Linked DNA regions of Gossypium hirsutum: region 1 is linked to region 2. The links are chromatin contacts, called in public Hi-C maps. All regions are on one chromosome and are shown on one strand. Each heading gives the region's core, a stretch centred on a gene start, on an enhancer-like site or on the middle of the called end of the contact. The rest is flanking DNA. Distances are from core to core; before and after follow the strand shown. Region 1 holds the start of LOC107935852 (protein CHROMATIN REMODELING 4). Region 2 overlaps LOC107928740 (a long non-coding RNA gene).

Region 1 (3,820 bases), core at 759-3,258, 260 kb after region 2:
TGGCGGAGGGAAAAATTGTAACATAAATCTCTCCGCTTTTTTTAAATTTGTTTTAATGGTGTTTTGCAAGTTATATTTATAGAATAAATCCTTCCAATTTTCTTACATTTAATAATTTAGAAATTCAATTTACAATTTTACTTGAAAAAGCTATTGTAATTTTTAAAACCATTTAAAAAGTTATTTTTAAATTTATCACTATTTTTAGAATTTAAATATACTATTTAAATTGAAAAATATATATTTAAAAAAAATAATATTTGAATGATTTATTAATTGGTCACATTATTTAAATTTAACAAACAATCCATATCCACTAATTAATAATTAAAATTAAATTAGAATCTGTACATAAAAATAGAATTTTACACAATCTATTATTATGATATTTATGTTTAAAATTAATTTCAAAATAATGTTTTTTTTAAAATTTATTATAAATCTGGAGGCTTGAACGTATTCTCGAACTTGTTTTGGAGAATGTTGGATCAAAGATTTGATACTCTTTACAGGAGAAAAGGTGGGTCTTTTATAAGTACTATAAAGATTTACAATAGGAAGTTCAGTAAGCTGAACTTTCCCTTCCACTCTTAAATAAGTGGCTTCATATAAGTAGTAAATCTTCTTAGCAGAGTGAGATTTTAGTGGAAAACTAGGCATTGAAATGAGAGCATTGGAGACAGATGGACGGGCTGAAGAGGTTGCTGTCATTTTTTATGAAACTTCTTTTTTGAGAATAAGCTTAGACAAGAGATGTATAAAATTTTAATTAACATGATTATCCACTTTTACTTAAGTACTTTTCCTTTTACTTTTCCTTTATTAGTCACTGAGTGTGTACTATTAAGAATCTTTATTAGATATGATGAATGTATTGCATCATGTATTAGTACGTTTAAATTTTATAATTGTATTATCAATGAAACGTTACAGAAATTTTCAAAAATTTTAAGAAAGAAATAAATAAAATTTGATTAATACACATCGGGCTATTCGCCCTTTAAAGTGGTATATGAGTTGAGTTCAGAATGTCGTGAGACAGTTCGATCCATATCTGGTGTGGGCATTAGAACATTGAGAGGACTGAGAAGGACCCACCTCAATATGAGTGTTCCCCCATTCCGACTTCCCTTGAACTTCCAGTAGCATAGCCGAGATGGCAAGGGGTTCTTTGTCACTGTAGGGATCTAGTGAGAGAAGTTTTGAGAATTCAAGAGAATGTCACGACGAGACAAGTCTTTTAATATTAGGATAAGTGTCAAATGTCTCTTCTATTACGAAGATCGTTGGGTCACAAAACTTATCTAGAGAATATTTTTATTTGCATTCACATCTTTTAGAAATAGTCGTTAAATTAGGTTCTTAGTTAGGTGAAGGAAGTATGACTGTTTTACCAATAATTGAGACCCAATCGAGAGAAGTTATTACATATATTCCTACTAACGTAGTTTTCATTAAAGATAAACAAATATTCTTATTCATCGATCTATTTAATGCTGGAATCAGACCTGATATTAATAAGGGGATTTCTGTCTCCAAAATAGGACCTGCAGCTTAAATTAAAGATGTAAAAGAAATTGCTTGTAAATCATAATTGGAATTGACCTAATTCGTTGAATTAGAAACCTTTTTACTTCTAATCTCGATAAAGCAACTCAAAATTAATTGGAAGGAGGAAAACTTATACATTTTACATTTTAAAGTTGTTATTTGAAATTATTTACACTTATTAAATGCTTAACGGATAATGTAGTTAAATAGCAAATAATAAATCTGGATTAGATTTAGTAAGTAAACTTTAAAATTTATAAAAATTATAAATCTCTTAGTTTTTATTATACATAACTAGTTATACTTATAAGCTTAACCCTTAAAACCAAGAAAAGTGCTCGTTAGAAAATCGAAGATTGGTATTAAAATATTTAATGAGTATCTCAACAAAACGAAAATTGATAAAAAAAAAAAAACCTCGAAGCAATGTCGGAATCAAACAAAACAAAACCGAGTAAGAGGAAATAAAAAAAGATTAAAGAAAGAAAAGAAGGCATAATATTAATAAGAGACAGCAGCGTATACAATAAGAGGGGTCTGATCCAAGTCCAAGCAAAGCAAAGCAAAGGCAAAGCATGGCGGCGATTACGAGGAGAGGAGAGCGAAAGGAAAGCAAGGTTCTTTCGTGGGCAGTGGTGTGGTGGCTTTGGGCTTGGGGAGAAGAGAAAGGAAATAAAAATAGACAAGGAATGTAGAAAAACAAAAAGAAAAAGGGCAAACAAAATAGGAAGTGGCGTCTGGTGAAGCCACGTGGCACATCATCAGTGGTTAGGTAGGAGAGAGAGGGAGAGAGGGAGAGAGGGGAGGAGGAAGGGCTGCTTTCCCTTTCCTTAATATCTCTCTTTCTCATGCGCTGCCATGTCAGAGTGGTAACCCCGTCCGTCCCCTATTTCCCCGGCGAATCCGTATCGTATGCTCTCTTCACTCTCTATAAAACCCCCTATCCTTCTCTTTACACCTTTTCTCTCTTTATTTTTATTTTTCGAGTTGGGGTTAATTTTTATTATTTTTGTCAATTCTCTCTATATTTATTTTCATTTTTTTCTCGTGTCTTTGCCTTTTCTCTCTCTGTCTCGTATCTCTCTCTCTTCGCTCCCTTTTCTTTGCTTTGCTATACCCTAATACCCTCCCTTCTCTCTCCTCCTCCATCTGTTTTTATTCACTACATCTCTCAATCTGTTACTCTTCATATTATTCCACTTGGTTTTGATTCTTTGATCCACGAGCAAGGTTGGTAAGCTTCTTTTCCTATCTGGGTATTACTTATTTCCTTTTTTTAGCTTTGGGGTTTTCTAATTTAGGTGCCTTGAGCTGTCTATTATGTGTATTCTGATGTTTTATTGCATGTTCTCTGTTGTTTTCATGTTTGGGAGGTTTGTGTTTATACTTTGATTGAAATTTGGTGGGCTTTTGCAGTAATTCCGAAATTGGGGTTCTGTGAGTGAGTTTGTCATTGCAGGTGAGTTTTGTTGAAATGGGGTTTTCAGTTCAATGCAAGCTCAACGTTTTATGCATATATTGAATTTTCGAAACTGATTCTTCAATTTGGCTCGTTTTCCGTGTTAATTTGCTGTGCATTTTATGGTCATTTGTTTGGTTTAGATGTTTTATTTCATTCCTAGACTAGATAGTGGCTCCTAGCTATTACATTTCCCAAGCTGTTCTAATTTACCACTGGGATTTAGGCTTGCATTTGTTCTTGTTGCTGATTGAATTGAGTGTAGAATGTGTCAAACCTGGGTAAATGCTGTTACTTCCGATTTTTCATTTTTTTTATCCCATAGATGATGCCTGGATTAATGATGCTACTTCTGTCATATTGTCTGATTCCGTTGTTGCTTCTGCTCTATGTAGAATATGGAGTTTGGATTTGGTTTGACTATTATGTTCACCTTTTTAATTAAACCATAGTGACTTTCTTTTGGTATTTACATGGATTGATTCTGTTGCTTTAGTTGAATTAGGTTTTTTTATATTGGTACTTCAATTTTGACAGTTTAGAAACAAGCACTGAGAATAATGTGAACTGTGATGTTGCCTATTCGCGGCAGTTTGAAGTTGGTTGAATTACAAAAGACTAATCTGAAGTTGAGTTTGTTTGGCCTCGTCTAGAAACTGGAATAAATGAGGTGTTCAATATCATGAGTTTATGTTTTAAGTAATTCAGTATGATTTCCCTCTTCCTACCCTCTGCTTTAAAAAAAAAAAAAAACCGCTTTTCTGAAATGCTTTCAGTCTGTTTGCATGCATCCTTCACCATTCTTTGGAG
Region 2 (3,895 bases), core at 1,353-3,852:
CGTTCTAGGAGAGGAACGTATGGTGTTAGACGAACCTCCAGCGAATTAAGTCTTCTAGTCAGTTTGGGCTGCTCGCTGCTGTTATTCATATGGTAAGTATGCGTATATGGAATTTGGGATTGTTTTCCCTTAAGAAAAAAGTGGATTTAATTGGATTTAGTGTGATTAAATCGAAGTTGTAATCGTTGTGTTTTGGTGTCGTTTGTTGGATTCAAAGTGATTGAGTGGTGAACTAGAATTAGTACCATGTGTGGGAAACTAATCCGAAATTTCACTCGAAACTCGAGAAAATTGTGAAACAATGGCAGTTTTAAAACTGCCCAATGCCACAAGTACGTGTGTCAGGCCGTATATGATTAAATAGCTTGTGTAATAGGCCATGTGAACACATGGGCTAAGTTTTTAGGTCATGTGGGCCAGCCGTATGGGCCTTTTGCCCCAATTTTGAGGCTTGAATAGGGGCTGGTTAAGGGACTCAGAAATTGTGTCCTTAGACATTATGTAGTCCCGAAAAAGCGTAAGTTTCAAATAGGTATGTGTAGGAAGCATATTAAGTAGGTTTCGGTAAGTATATTAATATCATATGATATGATATGCTTTATAAGTATTTACGTAAACCATGCAAGTTACATGATTTGTGAGTACCTTATGCTATGTTATGTTCCGTATAAAAAGGTATGTGTATGCATGCCATACGATCTAAGTTATATGTATGTACAATATTCTGTCTATGTTTTGGGGTGGGATTGATATGATGGAGGAAATGCTACATGGCAATATCTACTGCAATTATAGCGGCTAGATTGCAAATTTCTTTTTGGTAGCTCAGCTGCGTATTTATGAGTGGCGTACTGCCATGTACTAATGTGATTGGACGGATGAACTCTTGTAGTTTTAATTGGTGTGGTTGGTTGAATGGAGATGGTGTGTAGAGGATGGAAGTAGGATGTGGTATGAGATGATATATTATAAGATATGTTCTAACATGAAATTTGATATGATATGTATAAGATATGTTCTGAAATGGAATCTGATATGCTATGATACGTTCTGGTATATATTTATATTGTTTTGTTTGTGTGGGACATATCACACACTGGGCGTAAAGTTCACGTGTTTGTTTGTTTCATTTCAGGTGATCTTCAGACTTAGCATTGGACAGCGATACAGGACCTCGGTTTCCACGCTTTTGGTTTAGTACGTTCCGGACTGATATTTTTTATGGACTTTTACAGACTTTTGGAACGTTTTAATTTTGTTTGGGATTTCAAATTTTATTTTGGTGTTTGGTTCTGTAAAAATTATGGTTTTTAATCAGTATTTAAAACAAGACGACAAAAAATAAACTAGGGATAAATAAGACCAAGTTGCTAAAAGGGTTTCGAAGCCAAATTTTGTTGAAATTCGCTAGAATGTTTTGTTTCGTAAAGAATTACGTAAGTTGGATCTGTTTTAGTAAAAGCTATTAAATAGGGGTTTTACCTCAAAATACTCACGGGTTTTCGAAAATCGATACGTTTTCTATAAGATATATGAAATTGGATTTTCTTAAAGTTGGAAGAGGTTTTCACCAAAACTTAAGCATTAGGTAATGATGTAACCTCCACAATCTGACCGTACTGTCTAGGTCAGATTTAGGATGTTACACTTTAACGACATATTATTATGAAAGCAATTTAAGTACTGCTTGTTCAGTGACTTTGTTAAAAGTTGTTACCCTCTTAGGATGCAGTTAATCTCTTTGGGATAATATTTGTTCTCTCAATATACAAAATAGAAACATTAATTGCATATTTTGATCACTTTTTAAATTCTTAAACTTTTCATTTAGTCTTAAATAAAATTATTTTTTAAGACTTTTATATATTTTTATTTACCCTATTAAAATTCTCATTTATCCGCATTGTGATTTAACTGAAAATCTGTAGAAATGTATTAAATATTAATCGGATATTGGCAAATTGGCCATGTGAAATTTTTTTGAAAAATATTTATATTAAAAATAAATAAAATTTTAGTTGAAAGGATAAATTTGAGACATTGAATAGCATAGTGTTTTAGGTTTAAATTCTATGTTGCATGTATTTTTTTTTTCTAAATTATATATATAATAAAACACTTTCATAGTAAAATTTACTTTGTAAAAAAAAGAGTGTCAATAATTTTCTAAATTTATTTATATTATATAATAAACATTTGATTAAATTAGTGTCGTGACTCAATCGACCACTAATTAATTGTATAATAATAGAATATTCTTACTTTACAAAGTAACTTATATTATTTTGATGGTATTTTTGTCACTCTAAATCTTTTATATACAAAAATATAAAAATATTCCTATATAATTAGATTTGAATCCATGTTTATAATTCTGATCCTTTAAACTTTATTATTCAATCAAAATCTCATTTGTTATTTTTATCAAATTTTAATAAATATAATTATTAAATAATTCTTTTCTTTTATCTATAATTGTAGGCGTAGATAGCAACTGCAGATTTGGTTGACCCAAGGCGAGGATGGAAGCTTTTAAAGCCCACTGTCCAATGGGCCCCAAAATCATGTGCGCAATCTTTATTTATATCACAGTGACAATCATATGTGGAAGGCCGGTGCTTGATATATTAATATTTGAACAGACAAGGCGACTGGGATTGGTTAGAGATATAAGGGATTGTCGGCCACGTATCTACTGATACCACAGCAGTCTTTTGTTTTCTTTTAGACGATCGAGCCACGATTTCAAATAAAATATTCTATTATTATATTTCCTATTAATCGAATATGATTTTAACCACTGACTATGCATCTACGAAGCACTTCAGTTTTTCTTCAACTGCAATCATGTCTTGGTGCAAACATTTCAAACCCCAACACTAAACTATATATTATACATGACAATAATTGAAACTGAAACTAATTCACAGCGGTTGCTTCATGCTTGTCGGTATTCTATTAGTATTGCTATATATAACATCAATACTATCCTATAATTACCTTATACCATAATAAGTGTCATTATACGAGTACATCATTAAAGATTTCATTTTTAGGGATCATTCCTCTCCTCTCCTCTCTCCATTAGTGGTGAATCTAAGGAGCTGTTATGGATACCGACTCTTAAAATGTAAAATTATTATTTATGTATTTAATTTTTTTAAATATTTAAAATTAGTAAAGATAAAATTATATTTTTGTCTTCTTAAAATTATAAAATTTCAATTAAATCTTTTAAAATTTATAAAAATATAGACTACAAAAAATTAAAATTTTATTCGGTCCTCTTAAAAGATTGTTCTGGCTTCATCTTTACTCTCCATCTTTTTTATTTCCATTTTCCTAGAAAAACCCATCAACTAAATAAGTTCCAGGTCCCAACTTCTTTACTAAACTCAACCAACATATATTTTTGACTCTCCACTTATTCTAAACAAAATGAATCGATCAATACGATTACCAACCAAACTTTGCATCAATAATTAATGCATAATCGCCAATTATTAATTGGCACCCTTGCCAACTAAAAGAACTTGTCAAACATAATTGAAAGCTATTAAGGAACCAAAATTTTTTGTTCTCACCCCTCGCCATTTTGTGGGTGGGAACCCTTGCCATTTTGGTTTAAGCAAGGGTTGAAAAGAGTAAGTTCCCTAGCATCCATCATCACACACGTAGTATACTGGGTGCTGTATCATAGTAGGGCCAACTTTCAAATAAACAAAAAGCATATAAATTTAGAGTAAATGAATTTAAAACATATTTTAATTAGTATAATAATAAATAATGATAATTAATAACTACTATATTATGCTACTATTTTAGTATGTGATATAGTATTATATAATGTTATAATGTTTAACTATCAATGCATATATATAAACTATTAATATAT

The links. A called contact is a pair of places that touch in the nucleus more often than the background predicts.
Region 1: a contact with region 2 is called in a Hi-C map of leaf, with 4 times the contacts expected there. The contact joins the promoter of LOC107935852 here to the enhancer-like site in region 2. A contact is called at or near these places in 2 of 34 Hi-C or Micro-C datasets (both in leaf).

The regions. Positions count from the first base shown.
Region 1 is chrA12:9,505,689-9,509,508 of Gossypium_hirsutum_v2.1, forward strand. LOC107935852 (protein CHROMATIN REMODELING 4) reads left to right here and starts at 2,009. Exons shown (of 12, transcript XM_041082671.1): 1 at 2,009-2,785.
Region 2 is chrA12:9,240,544-9,244,438 of Gossypium_hirsutum_v2.1, forward strand. It overlaps LOC107928740 (a long non-coding RNA gene), which reads left to right. Exons shown (of 4, transcript XR_001692703.2): 2 at 9-92; 3 at 1,136-1,197; 4 at 2,482-2,800. Among protein-coding and RNA genes, the nearest start is that of LOC107928740, 2.6 kb to the left of the region's middle. Within about 2 kb of position 2,603, at least 4 of the 9 cell types and tissues checked have an H3K27ac peak or open chromatin away from gene starts, as enhancers often do. A contact at or near this core is called in leaf, where this site is marked.